Regions from separate parts of the Bombyx mori genome. Here region 2 is linked to region 1. Evidence: chromatin contacts called from public Hi-C data. All regions are on one chromosome and are shown on one strand. The core of a region is the stretch at or near the end of the contact, and the rest is flanking DNA. Distances in the headings are between cores, read along the strand shown.

Region 1 (4,480 bases), core at 632-3,131:
ACATTCGTACAATACACTAATTTCGTCCCTAATAACCGCAATTTCTGGGTAAATAGGGATAGCACCTATTTTTGCTTTTTTTGCTTAAACTGGATAACAAAGGTACCCCCAAGGCTCAATCATTTTAATCCTGATATAGCATTTTAAACATCAACAACAACCTTAAAATTGTTCATCAAGTTGGAATTTGTCCCTAATCACCCCGTTTTGCCGGTATCTCTAGTAAGTTTGCATGAGGTTGGTGGCTAGTGGTTTTACCATAGCATAGGTATACCTACCTATGTAGGTACTTACTACCATGACATGGGGTAAATTGGGATCCTGGGGTAAATTGGGACAAACCTGCGGAAGATTCTCAAAGTACCTGTAGCACGGAATCAACCTAATTTTGTTTATGTTAATATTTATCAATGTATAGAAGAAAAACCAAGTTAACTATGGAAGTACTAAATATGAGTTAAGTTGGTCCCAAAAATTCGTCAAATTAAATTGAAAATAGTGGTTGAAAAGTGCGTTTTAAAACAGCTTAAAGAACTTTTAAAAAAAGTAATATTATCATTGTTTTTTCAATAAGATCACAGTTTATATAAGTTTTTAATACACCTGGAAATACCACAACAAACGGTAAGTTGCAATATTCTTATTTTAAATACAATATTTCGACAAAATAAAAAATGTATATTTTTTCCTTTCTTTTTGGGGAAAATTGGGACGTATGTAGGGTAATTGGGAACGAGACTGGAAAAATTAGGGACGAGAAAACACAAAATTGGAACGCGAAAAGACAAAATAGGGATGGCTTGTTAGGGTTGTCACTGATATCTTATAATAGATTTTTTAGCCTATACTATCACTTAATTGCGTGATGTAAAGAAGGTTAATGTGTTTATCAGTTAGTTTATGTAAGTATTATAGGTAAAAAAAAAGTATATATATATAATTACTTTTTTTTCGCGACATTTACCTTGTAATATCTGCCCGGTCGTATGTTCTTTATAGCAATAAAAAAAATTAAAAGTTAAAAGAACTCAAACGAAGCAAAACTTTTGTTATTTCAGAATCTATTCACGCGTCGAATCATGATTTTGTTAACATTCAAAACGCACACACAAATAAAAACAGGCCTCAGATTTTAAATGTAACATTAATTAAAAATCCGAGATATCCAATTATGAGTGAGTGAATTAATTGAGTTTAGTTATTTAGCTTAGAAAGAATTTCTTTTATTTTTGTTATTATTGGCAGTAATCAGATAAAGCTGTTTTTTTATCTTATTCACCTGATATGTTACTCTTGCTCAAAGATTATTTTGAAAATGTTGATTAAATAAAATTGTATTATTGCATTTCCAGTCCTTTTGTTTTCTATTTTTTATTCTATTTTATCATTTTGTTTCAGAGTTGTGATTTTTAAGGAAATTAAATAATAATTTTCTAAAATATAACATGCACATACTTTTTTTGATCAATTTATTGTTGATTATCATTCACGTCACATCGCTTCGGAATAGAAACCAGCTTAATTTACACTATGTTGTGTATTGTGCTTAAATTATGGATTGTATTCATCATTTCGGTCCATATAAATAATTATATGGCACCTACCTACATATCGCAGTACTGCGAGTTGACAACCCTTACAAATATCCCAATTTAACCCTTAACCGTGTCAATTTACCCCGGACGCTGGGTAAATTGGGACGGCCATTATTTTACCGATTATTTCTTTAAAATTAATAATTAAAATTATGTAACGGTTTTTATCACCTAGGTACGTTCAAGACTCAACTTATTTCTTTGGTTGAGCAGTGACTATTTAATTGGAACTATTTTAAAATTCAATCTGAAGGTCGATTTTGTCCCTATTTACCCCATTGTACGGTACTTACGTATGATGTCCAATTTTTATACGAAGTGATTTGTAAACATGGAGGCCAAGTTATGCTATACTGTGAAGTAATTCTTGTTTTCGGATTGTTTTGTTTAATTTCTTGATGGAGTTTATTTTTGTGGTTCGTAAGATACTTTCATTCGGTATATTAATCAATTTATGTTTAGTTTCTATAGTGATGTTATGAGTTTCTCTTTATAAATTAGAATCGTAAACGTATGCACTTGGCGCCAATGCCCTAAAAGACCGTTATGCATGCCTAATATGACGGGTCTTACACGAAGGAAGAACAATTTCTAAAATATCTAATTGTATTTCAGTTAATGTTTCTATTGGTTTACCGATAGCGCTCAATTTCATTGCGTTTAAAAGTGGACCTTCAAGTGTCGTCAGAACTGTCATTCTTACAAATTAGGCTGTAAAGAAATTCAATATTTACAGTAAATATTCGTAATAAGGCGTAAATAAGTAATGCTGTATAATAATTTTGCTTACAGCTATTTTACTTTTTAGATAACTGTACCATTACGGAGTTTTGATTGAAATGAGGGGATTCATGCTATCGTATTTGGAAACATCTTGACCAACCTTGAAGTAAGTACTTCACGCATATAGACTAAATTTGAAAAAAAAAACATTAAATACAACATGTTTTGTACGACATATTTATGTCAGAGAGATCGATTATTAAAGTTCTAATAGTAAAACTAGAGTAAGGCCTATAGTGCTTGATAAACACATAACATAGCTTTAAACATTGACAAAAACTTAATTACAGTATTATATTTCTACTTGCATCAAGTTCAAGGTTGGCTCATAAAACTCAGTGTTTATTTATATTTTGTATTAGTTAAATTTCATTTTATTTTGGGTGAGTATTTAATAATAAATTATTTATTTACAGAAATGAGCACAGACTTACCAAAAAACCAGAATTCAAGCGGTGAAACTGATTCTAATAGTGATTCAGAGGTTAGTATTGTATATAAAAATTTTGTTGATTCCTAAAGTTGAAAGTACAAAACATTTTTTTAGTTCTGGTTCTCTCTGACTTAAAAAGTCCGTATTATATTTGGAGTTCTTTTGGAAGTTTGGTAAATTTATAAAAGTATATTCAAAAGTTAAAGTATATTAAGTTTACAAGTTAAGTATTGATGATAAATGGTTACCTGAACCCATAGATATCACCTTGACTGCCCATGTACACCTTGAGGCATGAGGCTAAAATGTTAATTGCCTTACAGTTGTATTGATTATATGTTGTTCTAATGACAAACTAGAATGCATAAGTACTTTGCTGAAATATCCAGTACCGACCTGTCCTAGAATACAGTGCACCTTACCAACAGATTAGATAAGAAATGCAGAATTAGGTTAGAAAGTAAATTAGGAAATCCTCATACCAGTGATATAATACTAGGGATAGTAGTAGTATATTACTACTAATAATAATGTAGTAATGGTATATAACCAGGAGAAGTGGTGATTACTCATGAGGTACATAACATTTGAACACAGCAATGATAGGTACTGAGTGATGACCATGATCACTGCGACAAGATTGATATGACAAAGAAGAATATACCAACAGGGATAGCTATATGATGGGTAGTACTAACAGTAGCATGAATAAACCGCATCATATACCTGTTTTTTCTTATGGATAGTCTTATAATTAAAATATTCTGATCTCACAACAAATATGAAATTTAATTATTGTTTTACAGAATAGTGTCTCTACTGAATCATCAGGCAGTGACTGGAAGTGTTCGAATGCTAAACAGAGTTTGGCTCGGAAACCACACTTTTCAGTCACATCTTGTGATACTGGCTTAAAACTGAAAATAGCAGCCATACCACCTAGAAAAGTTTTACCCAAGAAGGCTGCCAAACCAACTGTAAAAAAGAAAACAAACTCAAGTACTAGTACTCCTGTTAAAGAGCGAACCACAGCAGTCAAAAAGAAATCTCAACTATCAGAAACTAGTTCTAGTTCAGATTCATGCAGTAAATGTTCATCAGATTCATCAAGTGATGATGATATACCCTTGAAGGCAGTCTCTAAAACTTTACCTTCTAAATGTTCTCCATCAAAGTCACAATTGAAGTCTAGGAGTGATAGTGACAATGATAAAGCTAGTGATGACAGTAAAGATGCATTGAAATGTAAAGAAAAAAGTGCCAAAAGTAATAATGTAGTTAAAAAGACTAAAAGTGAAGATTCAAATGATGCTGTTGTAAAGAGGGGGAGAGGGAGACCAAGAACCAAGGTAAGATTTTTTATAATGAATTGCCATAGTAATTAGTAATCAGAAAAGCAAACTTACTTCCTGATAGTAAAAGCTCAGCAAAACATAGACAGTAAAATAATGTGTGGATGATAATTTTTTTTAATTACAAAGAGTATAAGCTTTGGAAATTAGCAAATTCATAAAAAATAGACTATCAACTTTTTTTATTGCTTAGATGGGTGGACGAGCTCACAGCCTGCCTGGTGTTAAATGGTTACTGAAGCCCATAGACATCTACAACGTAAATGCGCCACCTATCTTGAGATATAAGTTATAAGGTCTCAAGTATAGTTACAACG
Region 2 (4,458 bases), core at 325-2,824, 48 kb after region 1:
CATATCGGCCAATCTTCCTGCCATTATTCCTGCCAAAGCTCACTACATACATACTTACATACTTTTTATATAAAAATTGAATAATTTTCCTATCTCTGTGATCCTTATAAACTGTGTAAATACATTTAATGAAACAAATTGCAATATCCTCGGCCAGACGTGTACTACGACGTGAAGCCGTCGGCCGAGGAGTGCGAGAGCGTGGCGTGCAACTGCGCCCCGCAGTCCGGCTGCAACGAGGACTGTATCAACAGACTTGTTTATTCCGAATGTTCTCCTCAGCTGTGCCCTTGTGTGTGAGTTGATTCTTTCTATATTATTTCGTTTTGATACTCGCCTTAATTTTGTAGGCAGCGGCTTGGCTCTGCCCTTGGCATTGCTGAAGTCCATGGGCGACGGTAACCACTCACCATCAGGTGGGCCGTATGCTCGTCTGCCTACAAAGGCAATAAAAAATAATAATAATAGCATAAGAAATGTAATGTTTTCATTTAGAATTTCTGATAAATTTTTTATTGCTTAAATGGGTGGACGAGCTCACAGCCCACCTGGTGTTAAGTGGTTACTGGAGCCCATAGACATCTACAACGTAAACGCGCCACCCACTATGAGACATGAGTTCTAAGGTCTCGGTATAGTTACAACAGCTGTCCTACCCTTCAAACCGAAACGCATTACTGCTTCACGGCAGAAATAGCCAGGGTTGTGGTACCTACCTGTGCGGACTCACAAGAGGTCCTACCACCAGTAGGCATTCATTCATGATTCATTCTTAGCAGTATAAGGGTTGTTCTCTCATCAGTAATGAGAATGATTCCTGTTTTTTTTTATAGTCATCAATATGTTTATACCATTATGTTTGAAATCTGCAGAGATAAATGTAAGAATCAAAGGATACAACGTCACGAGTGGGCGTCCGGCTTGGAGAAATTCATGACCGAGAACAAAGGTTGGGGCGTGCGCACCAAGCATAAGATCACGTCGGGCGACTTCATACTAGAATACGTCGGCGAGGTCGTCTCCGATAAAGAGTTTAAGGTGAGTTTGGAAATATAAGCGGTACCGTTTGCAAAGCAACAAATATTTTTTTCTCCTACCTACGCCAAAAGTTCGGTTTTCGTCCCGTTGTACAGGAAAGAAAGTGTAACTTTTCCTCTGTGGGTACTTACAAGTGCGCATGCGCGTTAGTGTCTACGTCTGCTCTCACGCACCTAAAATTCTCCGCCATTGTTGTGCTCGGGTAATTTGCAATATTGTGCTTAGTGTAAAAGTGTAATAAACAAAAGGCAATAAAATTTAATAGTGAAGTATTAAACAAAGATGAGTTCATCAGACAGTTCTTATTCAATTAGTAGTTTATTTAAAAATTAAAAAACATTGAAATTGTTTTTTTATGAGTATATAGCCTATATAGTATATAGCTTTCGGCTCGGGTGGCAATTTTACACGCGGGAGGAAATGTCCTACTTTTCTCCCTTGGTGCACAATGTACTATTGGTAGAGCTGAATGGTGACTGTGTGGAAATGCCCAGGAGCGCATGGCGACGCGGTACGCGCGCGACACGCACCACTACTGCCTGCACCTGGACGGCGGGCTCGTCATCGACGGCCACCGCATGGGCGGCGACGGCAGGTTCGTCAACCACTCCTGCCGACCCAACTGTGAAATGCAGAAGTGGACTTCTAATGGTGATTGCGGATTTCCTACTTTAACACTAATCATACAAACACTCACTGGTACCTATTTCTACTATAGCAGGAAGATAAATAAATAAATAATAAATAAATAAATATTTACTAACAATCACGCCACGTTAATTGGTCCCGTGATAAGTTCGTAAAGAACTTGTGTTACAGGTACCAGATAACGGAAATAAATGTAAGATTTTTATTATACACATACATATATTTAATATACATCCATAACCCTGGAAAAGACATTTATATTTATCATACAAATATCTTCCCTTGGCGGGATTCGAACCCGCAACCCCCTTGTGTAGTGACCATGTCACTTACCACTACACCAGACGGCCGTGGTATACGGCAAGTATTACGCAAAATAAACAAAACCAAACAAAAAAAGTATAATAACTGTAGATTAATTGGTAAGAAAAATGCATGAAGTCAAATGTGCAAAAGCATTAAGATGGCACGTGCATTTTCAATGCAAAAAATCAAAATGGTTCATTTGACCCATTATGATATTTTTAGTGTTAAAAACTCTGGAGACGTTCGTAAATGTGTTGTTATAACGAACGATTTGATTGCAGGCACGTTTCGTATGGCCCTGTTTGCTCTGCGGGACATCGAGTCGGGCGAGGAATTGACTTATGATTACAACTTCTCGCTGTTCAATCCGGCAGTCGGTCAGGTATGAATACCCATCATAATAACATTCAAGAAAATACCGTCGAACAATTTTTTGTTCGTTGTTACACTACGAGTATTTTATTGTGTTGAGTTGTATTAAAAAATTCACGCATTAGAGGCCCTATAACTAATTTTTTTAAGGGATTTTATGACCTGATAACTAAGACCTTTAGGTCCTGTCTTATTTTAATTTATATTCTTATTTTTATGAAAAATGATAATGGTGTAAAATGAAATGAAGATGATTAATTTGAGACATTTCAACTGGGATGAAATAAAATGAAATGAGATGATATGGGATGAAATATAAGGCTTTCCTGTGATATAGATAATTTAAAAATTTGTACAATTGCTGCCAGTTGAAGGTTCTTTGATTTCTGGCATTGTTCGATAGTTTGTTATTGATTTGTAGATTAGATATTGTTTGTCATTTCATATATTAAACGTAATTCACATTAATTGGCAGTCAGAATACAAGTTTAAAAAAAAAACCTTTTCAGCCTTGTAAATGTGATTCGGAAGATTGTCGCGGTGTGATTGGTGGAAAATCGCAGCGCATCACCAAACAGCCACTGAAGACCCAATCACGGACGCCGTCAAACGCGTCCAACCAATCGCTAGGCTCCAACGGAAACCAACCACGGGTAGGTCGACCGAGGAAAGCGGTCAAATGCAACAAGAAGTCTGAACAGCAGGCTGTTAGTACATGCGACATCAAGAACATGACCATACTGAAGTACCAACAGCACTTGAACAAACTGTGGCAGGAACCACAAATGAAACCTCTCACGGCGAAAGAGAGGAATCTGGTCAAGGAGCGACACTGTTTCCTATTTAGAAACTTGGAAACTGTAAGTAAACTTTAATGATCTACTCTAGGCCTAGTGCCTGATATATTGTACCCTTTAAAGTTCACATAACAACAGACAAATATTAAGCGTTTGCCTCTAAATCATATCATTGAAAAGCCCATGCACACTGTCAAATTTATTGTAAGGCAAACCAGTGAACGTAATCAGACAAAACACAATTGAATAAAGTTTATGGGCAGTTATTGTGAAACTCTTCAGAATGTGCAATAAAATAAAACATTAACAACTAAAACATGTTTTAATGTTAGTTTAAAAAATCGAAATCTGTCGTATGATGTGCCTCGAAAAACTTGCAAATGATGTAGTGATTTGATTTTTGGTAAACATTTTTTGTTAATAAAAAAAAAGTTAAATTATCCGACAAAAATCTTCTTAGAATATTGATGATTGCCGTTTGATTGATTAATAATAATTCTGTTCGCAGGTAAAACGCATGCGCGATCGTATGTCTCTCTCATTGCCGGCGTCGCCCCCCTCCCCGCCCCCACCCCCGGCGACACCTTCGAACACGCAGGACGTAGTCATGGTGGATCCGCTGCTCCTCCCAGACACTATGAACCCGGAGGTCTTCATATCTCGGTTACAAATGCTGCGAGCTTCCAAAGACGATACTGTGAAGCGACTCATCCGGATAGAAGATGACCCGGCACTGTCGCGCCGCGAGCGACTAACGAGTGTCTTTAAAGCCCTTTACAGAGCCATAGTTAGTGCTAAAGGTGAGTTCAAGTTAATAAGTCAGAACTTTTTTGAATAATAAAAAAAACATTTTTTAATAAAAAAAAACTATTAGTGTGAGAAAAAATATAAAACCTCTGATTGTTTGAGGGAATAATTAAAGAGTCATTATAAAAACGATTTCACTGTCTGCATACATAGGCTACAGTTTATTTTGATAAAAAATAGTTTTTAGTTCGAATGTAATGTAATGTAATCTGTCCGTCCCATTGTTCAAGTTGATGACTGTGTTTTGGCAGAAATGGCCCAGATGTTGATAACCTGGTATTTTTACTTTTACTTGTTTTTCTTATTTTTAATAGTGGTAGGACCTCTTGTGAGTCCGCGCGGGTAGGTACCACCACCCTGCGTATTTTTGCCGTAAAGCAGTAATGCGTTTCGGTTTGAAGGGTGGGGCAGCCGTTGTAACTATACTTGAGACCTTAGATCTTATATCTCAAGGTGGGTGGCGCATTTACGTTGTAGATGTCTATGGGCT

What was found. A called contact is a pair of places that touch in the nucleus more often than the background predicts.
Region 2: a Hi-C map of middle silk gland shows a contact between it and region 1, with 2.1 times the contacts expected there. The contact joins the enhancer-like site here to the promoter of LOC101737263 in region 1. A contact is called at or near these places in 6 of 7 Hi-C or Micro-C datasets (middle silk gland, posterior silk gland, an unstated tissue and 1 more).

What each region holds. Positions count from the first base shown.
Region 1 is chr21:4,816,882-4,821,361 of ASM3026992v2, forward strand. LOC101737263 reads left to right here and starts at 1,882. Exons shown (of 23, transcript XM_038018626.2): 1 at 1,882-2,011; 2 at 2,388-2,484; 3 at 2,795-2,862; 4 at 3,618-4,160. The coding sequence starts at 2,797.
Region 2 is chr21:4,865,522-4,869,979 of ASM3026992v2, forward strand. It overlaps LOC101737263, which reads left to right. Exons shown (of 23, transcript XM_038018626.2): 9 at 158-296; 10 at 873-1,038; 11 at 1,533-1,689; 12 at 2,274-2,374; 13 at 2,874-3,224; 14 at 3,670-3,961. Among protein-coding and RNA genes, the nearest start is that of LOC134200849, 6.4 kb to the right of the region's middle. Within about 2 kb of position 1,575, at least 3 of the 8 cell types and tissues checked have open chromatin away from gene starts, as enhancers often do.